Linked DNA regions of Mus musculus: region 2 is linked to region 1. A link is a contact called in public ChIA-PET data. All regions are on one chromosome and are shown on one strand. Each heading gives the region's core, a stretch centred on a gene start, on an enhancer-like site or on the middle of the called end of the contact. The rest is flanking DNA. Distances are from core to core; before and after follow the strand shown. Region 1 holds the start of Arhgap19 (Rho GTPase activating protein 19). Region 2 overlaps Rrp12 (ribosomal RNA processing 12 homolog (S. cerevisiae)).

Evidence for each region. ChIA-PET counts read pairs in DNA pulled down with a chosen protein or histone mark.
Region 2: an RNA polymerase II ChIA-PET map of effector CD8 T cells shows a contact between it and region 1, with 35 read pairs. The contact joins the enhancer-like site here to the promoter of Arhgap19 in region 1. A contact is called at or near these places in 4 of 39 promoter capture datasets (the 3T3-L1 cell line, HPC-7-derived erythroid cells, liver and 1 more), 13 of 484 Hi-C or Micro-C datasets (the Ba/F3 cell line, the CH12 cell line, ECoMG-derived neutrophils and 8 more), 4 of 115 datasets of contacts at active chromatin or transcription factors (the HPC-7 cell line, the SCID.adh cell line, effector CD8 T cells and 1 more) and 4 of 9 other capture datasets (adipose tissue, embryonic stem cells, liver and 1 more).

Annotation. Positions count from the first base shown.
Region 1 is chr19:41,800,137-41,804,167 of GRCm38.p6, forward strand. Arhgap19 (Rho GTPase activating protein 19) reads right to left here and starts at 1,948. Exons shown (of 12, transcript NM_027667.3): 1 at 1,836-1,948. The coding sequence starts at 1,891.
Region 2 is chr19:41,872,389-41,876,419 of GRCm38.p6, forward strand. It overlaps Rrp12 (ribosomal RNA processing 12 homolog (S. cerevisiae)), which reads right to left. Exons shown (of 34, transcript NM_199447.2): 21 at 2,329-2,487; 22 at 2,141-2,221; 23 at 1,848-1,953; 24 at 1,355-1,462; 25 at 521-678. Among named protein-coding and RNA genes, the nearest start is that of Rrp12, 22 kb to the right of the region's middle. Within about 2 kb of position 2,128, at least 25 of the 459 cell types and tissues checked have an H3K27ac peak or open chromatin away from gene starts, as enhancers often do. A contact at or near this core is called in the SCID.adh cell line and effector CD8 T cells, where this site is marked.

The sequences.
Region 1 (4,031 bases), core at 698-3,197:
TTCCCTAGGCTTTTCTTCCTAGAGCAAACCCTTTCAGTACCCAGAGATATCAATTATCTACATTACTGCCCAGTACTGAATCTACAGTCATTTCTGTGCCCACTGCTGCAAGACATGGAGCCCACAGAAGATGTTCTCAGAGAGCGACTGTCTCCTCAGGACGTGTATGAGAGGCCAAAGACAGAGTTATGCAGCATATCTGTAAGTGCTGGGCTACACACCTTGGCAGTGAGATGCCTCCGTGAGTAACGGCACTCCCTGCAAAGCCTACAACCCAAGCATGATCCTCAAATCCACTCGGTGGAAGAAGAGAACCGTGAGCTGCTTTCTGCTCTCCTGTGCATGCACTGTGGTACCTAAGTGTGTGTGCACAGGCATACACAAGCACGATAAATGACAGATTTAAAAAGTGTTAGTCCCATTGATTAAATGGGGCTGGGGATGCAGCTCAGTCAGTAGGGGGCTTGCCTAGCAGCACATAAGACAGGGCTTGGTGGCATATGCCTGTAATTCCAGCACTTGGGAGGCAGAGGAAGGAGGTTCGGAAGCTCAAGATTGGGGTTCCCTGGATTACATGAGAGACTCTGTTTCAAAAATAAATAAATAAATAAATAAGCCTCACAAGAACCCCCAGACTAATCCCCTGCAATATGCAATTGACAAGTACACGGGTAGCTGAAACGAGACTGGGAGTTCCAGTCCAGCCGAGGTACTTAGCAAGAACCTGTCTCAGTAACGACAATAGAGGGTTTCAGATTCAGAGAAAACTGTGTTGGTCAGATAGTTAACAGTTTCAAATTTTACATTCAGTTGACAGCAGCCTCAAGGAAGAATTCTAAGTCCTCTTGCTGTAGAACAGTATTTCATTTGTCCTCATTTTCATTACAATTCAGGATTTTCGAGTCGGAGGAGAGATAATCTAATGACATTTATCAACCCACGGGCACAGTTCCCGGGAGAAATAAAAGGTCAAAGAGTGGAAAACTCCTCCATACAAAACAGTAACAATACCCACACAAGCCCATCAGGGCTCAGGAAAAATCAGGCTCACAAACTCGGTTTCCCAAAATTCTTGGTTCTTCTGTTCTGTACTAACTCCGTACCAAAGCATAGCATTGATCATACTCTCTGACAATGTAAGTAATCTCATTCTATTGGAGTGTGTCAGACTCCAAATATTTGTTTGTAATCGGTTAAGAAAGGCTCGACTTTATGACAGGGACAGTACTCGTTCCAGAAAGAAGAAATGAGATCACAATTTCAAGGAAACATAAAAATCTATCGTATTTTGAAGTGTTTGCCAGGATGGGTGCTATGCGCTTTAAATAGGTTGTGTCATCCCGTCCAGGTTCTGAAATAAGTATCGTTATGTTTATTTACAGAAGAAGGCTGAAGCCGAGAAAGGTCAGCCAGCTTAGGGGACAAAAATCCCTTTTAACCATCACTCAAGTCGCGGCTCTGAGTAAAGCGCAGAGGCTGTCACGAAGGACATTTAAAGCTCCCGGGGCGTTGTGGGATTCTCTAAACCGCTCTGGGCTTCAGTTGCCACTCAAAACGCTCGGCGCCAGGGCAGACACCATGACCGTGGCCCGGGGGTCTGCAGCCAGAGCGTCGGGAGGGCTCCACACACGGCCGTGGGACTCGCGGAGAGCAGCGCAGCGGGAAGCACGGACCGCAAAGACCCGCCTCAGCCCCCGCAGGCGCGTCGGCGTAGACACCACGGGAGAGAGGAACAAAGCCCGGGCCTGTGGACCACGGTGACTCAAGGGCAGGGCGGCGACATCGCTAGCCCACAGTCCCGTCTCCTAGGCAGCAGGACGGAAAACTTGGCTCACCTCCGGCCAGAGTCGCAGACCGGCGCCTCCCCTCCACTCGGCGCCTCAGCCGCCATCTTCCGCGGCAGCTTGGTCTGCAGCCCCGCCTCAGGCACCGCCCCTTAGCCCTTAGATTGGCTAGGATGGTTTTCTAAGTCCTGTACGATTGGACGAACCTATGGCCCCGCCTAAATAAGAACCGTTCCATGCTACTATTGGTCTATTCAAATATCTAACTGTCATTGGTAGCACAGAACCAACGAAAGGGCAGGAGAAACACCTGCCCGAGGCCTACCGGGAGATGTAGTTTCTCGTTTTGATTAACCCATGTAGTTCCGCGGATCAAGTCACAAATTCCTGGCTGCGCTCCCCTCCCCGCTAGGTAAATCTCTGAGTTACAAAACTGTCGGTTTTTAAAGTCACTTGAAGAGAAAAGGTTCTTGAGGCCCTGCCCATCCCCCAGTTCGGTAGGCAGTTAACGGTTGCTAGGGAAAAGGGCTCATCACCCCTCACTCACTTAAACCCCCATTCACCCCACCCCCAAGATCCATAGGCTTAGTAAAAGGGAAGAAAAGGCATTTTCTTCAATGGTATATAATCAGTGGTAAATTGCATACGTTCCTGTAAGCTACCCTAAGTAAACTCTTGTGTGTGTATATATGTATGTGTGTATGTATGTATGTATTTATGTATGAATGTATGTATGTGTGTGTGTATGTATGCAGGGGCTGATCTTCAGGGTACATATTTGGGGGAGGGGGAAAGTCAGTATAAAGACACCAAAAGCACTGGCTAGAATAGAGAGGCAAATTTTGGGTCATCCAAACAAGCCTCCTTGGGTGACTTCAGGCCAACAAGAAAATGTGACTAAGCCAGGCAGTGGTGGCGTATACCTTTAATCCCAGCACTTGGGAGGCAGAGGCAGGTGGAAAAAAAAAAAAAAAAAAAAAAAACATGGTATTGATATATGAAATTCACAATTAACAATAAGGGGCAGCTAGAGATGGTTCCGTGGTTCTAAGAACACTTGCTGCTTTTCCTGAAGACTAGAGTTTGATTCCCTGCATTGAAAGGTTCACAAGGGCCAGACAGTGAGTCCAGTTCCAAAGGACTGATTGCCTTCCTATAGCCTCCAGAGCTGGCCTCCGGGGCACATGCGCACAGATGCACAGAGACACATAAAATCTTTTCTAAAAGCAAAAAATATAGATGGTAGAGAGTAAAAAGTGAAGGGAAAGAACATTGTGACCCTGACTTGACCCCCAGACCAGGCAACCTTGACCCTATCTTGACCCCAAGCTCAAAATCAGGGCCAAGAAACAGAATCCCACCAATCCCTGAGCACAAAATTCCCACCAACCCCTAGAATTGCCCCAAAATCAGGCCACAAAAATCCCACCACTCCCTCCCTGGACACCCTGGAAAGCTCTGTCTTCATCGCCTGTCCCGCCCCACCAAGAAACCCTATACAAAACCCGCTGAGCTTCTGCCGCTTTTCACCCCAGCAGAGGCCGCCACCCTCCGCGGGTTTCCCCTTGCAGTAAGTTTCCTGTGTGAGGTTGGTTGTATGCTGGGTGGGACTTTGTGGTATTCCTTGGCTCAGGACTGCCAGAGTATCTCTGAGCAGAGCTATAACACTTTCACTGGGGACATCTCCCCCTGCTGGAGCAGAGATGGTGTTACACTTGCATTGGGGGAAACAACCCTCCCCCACCCTAACCCCTCCACCCCTAACCCCCACCCCATTTCCATCCCCAAAGGTAATGGGGAAGCCTTTCCCTTCAGAACTATAACACATACTGAAGGTATCTGAAGAATGAATCATGAGATTGTGCTCTGGCTTCCACACATGTACTCACATTCATGCGTATACTCATGAATAGGCCTACACACATGCACACTAATAAAATAAGTTACTCTCTGAAACACAAGACTGAGGTGAGGCAGGGAATGTCAGCCAAGAAGAGCTGGTCCCAAGTCCTTGTTTGTTTGTTTGTTTTAAAGATTTGTTTGTTTGTTTGTTTTTGTGTATGAGTATATCCTTGACCCCAGAAGAGGGCATCTGACCCTATTACAGATGGCTGTGAGCCACCATGTGGTTGCTGGGAATTGAACTCAAGACCTCTGGAAGAGCAGTCAATGCTCTTAACCACTGAGCCATCTCTCCAGCCCCTGGTCCCATGTCTTAAACCAACATCATAACTAAAACTTTCAGGG
Region 2 (4,031 bases), core at 878-3,377, 72 kb after region 1:
AGATCTCCACCCTAGCCTTGCCTTAAGCCTTTGGCTCCCAGTGAGGCTTCTGGAGAATATCTATCCCTGCTTTCTTCCTGGAAGCTAAGGTTTGACTCAGAAAAGATATGCAAAAGAGATCTGAGGGCCATGTGACTCTGCCAGCTGGAAGTGGAAACTGTTAGCAAGCAATTCCAGCTTGCAGGGAGTGTGTCCCTAATTTTCAGCTCCTCTGTGCCCTGGCAGGGATAGGAAGAGTGACCCTACAAAGAGCGAGTGCAGTCTTGAGACTAGACCTTGAAAATAAGTACCTGCCTGGTTCTCTATCTGTACAACATTGGAGAAGCCCTGTCCCTTGGCCTAAGAGACACTATAAGCATTGTGCCTTCTTTGTCAGTCAGCACTCTCCTACAAGCCCCTCTAAGGCTCCTTAATGTCCTTCTGCTGCTCAGAGCGTAGTGAAAACGCTCTGAACTAATATGCCCAGAGTCCCTCCCGCAGAGTCCATTCTTGCCCCCCAGTGAACACAATGGAGCCTCACCACTAGCTGCACATGCTTAGCAAGGTGCACCACGTCCATGACCACCACAGCAACCTTGATGAAGCCTAGCGCGGACTTGACCACATCACGGGTTCGAGAGGCCAGCAGCAGGCACACGTTCTCCAGGAGCTGCTCCACTGTGCTGGTCCCCATCAGCCCTGTGCACAGGGGCTGCTGTCAGATACCAGAGCCTCAAACCCAAGAGCCACCCACGGGTCCCCATCAGCCCTGTGCACAGGGGCTGCTGTCAGATACCAGAGCCTCAAACCCAAGAGCCACCCACGGGTCCCCATTAGCCCTGTGCACAGGGGCTGCTGTCAGATACCAGAGCCCCTCAAACCCAAGAGCCACCCACGGGTCCCCATCAGCCCTGTGCACAGGGGCTGCTGTCAGATACCTGAGCCCCTCAAACCCAAGACCCACCCAGGGGTCAGATGTTCTCAGGGCCTTTCTGGGTCTAACAGCTTGAACACCACCCATGGAGTATCCATACATCTTTTATCTTAGAGACTAGCAGGGGTTCTGAGAGGTTAGTAAAGATGCTCAAAGTTTGATGTGGTTGGTAAGAGGAGGGACCAGAACTAAGACATAGGGACAGGCCAACCCTCTTTCTGACCAATCTGACAAAAGTCCCAGGACACTGGGGCCTAAAGCTGATGGGTGGTGCGAATGTAAGGATGAAGGGAGAATGTTGTGGGAAGAGACTAGGAAGCAGACAGGCCGGGTTCTGGGTCTGTTTGCTGCATCCTGATGCTTTTCCCCATTCTGGCATCACCCTGTCCTGATGTTTGGAGCACTCTTTACCATAACAGCACCCTTCAGGTAAACACTTACCTTTGAACTCAAACAAGAGGTGGGTCAGAGCCAAAATGCTGCAACTAACTGTGGTAACTGCACCCAGAAGGCCAGGATAGATGAGGACAAGGTACCGCTGCAGAGCGTCTGAGGACAGAGAGTGGGACAGTTACTCGAAGACAGGGTGCTCAGGGATGGGTACTATTGGCCTTCAGTGCAGTCCACTCAAAGCCACAGGCAGAACAAGACAAGGCGTTCCCTCCACCTTTTCTCTTAAGACTGGACAGAGGCTTTAAGACTTTTCTCTCACTGGGCATGGTGGCGCACACCTTTAATCCCAGCACTTGGGAGGCAGAGGGAGGCGTATTTCTGAGTTCGAGGCCAGCCTGGTCTATAGAGTGAGTTCCAGGATAGCCAGGGCTACACAGAGAAACCCTGTCTCGAGAAACCAAAAAAAAAAAAAAAAAAAAGTCTTCTCTGGGCCAAGGCAGTTTGTCCACCCCAGCTCTCAGTCCACAGCCCACACTCTCACCTTCCTGGTTGGAGCCAAATCGCAGGAAAGCATGGCCCATCTCCACCAGCAAGGTAAACGCACTCTTCCTTGCACCCACTGACACCTCCTTGGTGCACAGGATCACCTGGCCAAACAGCCTTTGTCAGGACATGGAACTGAGGGGCAGCCTGGGTGAGCTCTTCACGCCTACACATGCACTAGGCAGTGAAGGGAGCGTGTGCTCCCACTGTTACCTACAGCCCTCCCTCCTCGGGCCTCTCTTGGAATCCACACTAAGAAACCACAACCCACATCCCTCCACAACCCCTCACCTCTGGGATGAGGGCAGCTATGAACTCCTCATGCTCAGCCGACAGCGTCTTCACAATATGTATGAGGCACTTCAAACGGGGCTGTGGGCACAACAACAACACCGGGGTCCTCCAGTGTCACCCTGACCCCTGGGCGTGCCTGTTGACGCCCTCCCTCCCTTGCAGACGAGGCAGCCCGGAACCCTTACCCTTTTAGCAGGCGAGGATGTGGTCCGAAGCGAGTCCAGCAGAGTCTTCTTCAGATCATCCAGGTGGCTCTGCACGAAGCGGGCTGCCGGGCCCTGAGAACTGGCACACACCTCCTCCAGCACGCGGTAGGCCTTCTTCTGTACACCGTGGACCTTGCTCTTGAGAGGGCAAACGAGACGTGGAGATAATAAGGAAGGGGACTGGGTTCCACTCCATCCTGTGACATTCCCCAAGCATCTACTAGAGAGGATTCAGAGAGAAGCTGGTCTGGAAACAGGAGCCATAGCTTCAGGGACAAAGCCAGACTGGATTTCCAAACCATTCTCACCACCACTAAATAACATATAAGGGGGCTGAGGCCAGGGCTCAGTGATTCAAAGTACTTGTTCTTTTAAAGGACCCACTTCCATTCTCAGCACCCACATGGCATCTCACAACTGTCTTAAACTCCACTTTCACAGCTTCAGGGGAGCTGCTGCCTTCTCATCTATGTGACACCAGGCACATAATGCAGGCAAAACACACATAAAATAGAATCAAATCTAAGAAAATAAAAGTAATAAATAGCAGACACCCAAGCCTGGGCACAGGCATCAGAATATAGGGAGATAGACCTGGCACTCTCTGACTAGCACGCTCTCCTCTAAGCTGAAGGAGTTCCCAGGCCTCGCCAGCTCATCCCAGCCTGCCCTGACATCTGTGTCCGCCTGCACACATCTTCCTCTAGCTACTATACAAACTGGCGGGGAGCAGGGAGACTGGTCCTCAGGAGGGTGCTACTGGGCTGAACACTGCACATTGTAAGCATTTTCGACAGGGCAGTGAGAATGAGCAAAGGCATAGGCAGGCCAGCTCTAAACAAGATCTTGGGGGTGTGGCTCAGAGGGCATGCCCAGCATCCAGGAGAACCTGAGTGCATCCAGGAAAAAAAAAAGGAAAAAGGAAAAAGAAAAGAGAAAAGAAAGAGAAAGGAGGGGCTGGTGAGGTGGCTCAGTGGGTAAGAGCACCCGACTATTCTTCCGAAGGTCCAGGGTTCAAATCCCAGCAACCACATGGTGGCTCACAACCATCCGTAACAAGATCTGACTCCCTCTTCTGGTGTGTCTGAAGATAGCTACAGTGTACTTACTATAATAATAAATAAAGTCTTTAAAAAAAAAATTTCCTTTAAAAAAAAAAGAAAGAGAAAGGAAAACCAAACGGCCCAGGACAGTGGCTCAGCGGTAAATGTGCTGATCGGGTGCTTGCTTCTGAGCCTGACAACCCGAGCTCAATCCTGGGCACCCACAGAAGGCGCAAGGAGAGAACCGAGTCTACACAACTGTCCTCAGACTCTCACCACCCTCAGCTTAACACACAAATGATATGTGAAATAAAACTTAAAAGGAGGTAAACATGAAAGACTTATCTAGGCCTCAAACTCTCTAATGAAGGCTAGGTGCGGAGGTGTGACCTGTAATCACAGCACTTGTGAGACAGAGGCAGGAGGATGAGGAGTTCCAGGCCAGCTTTCAATACAGAGGAAGTTCAAGGCCTGTTTAAGATATATTCGTATCTCAAAGAACAGTCTGGTGAGGCTACAGTTGGTCAAAGGTGGAAGAAGGCAGAATGGGAGGGCTGAAGGCTGGGGCAGGCCTAGAATGGCAACAGGAAAAGAGTGTAGCCTTTGTTCTACAAGACACACCTTGGCACAGGCTAGGGC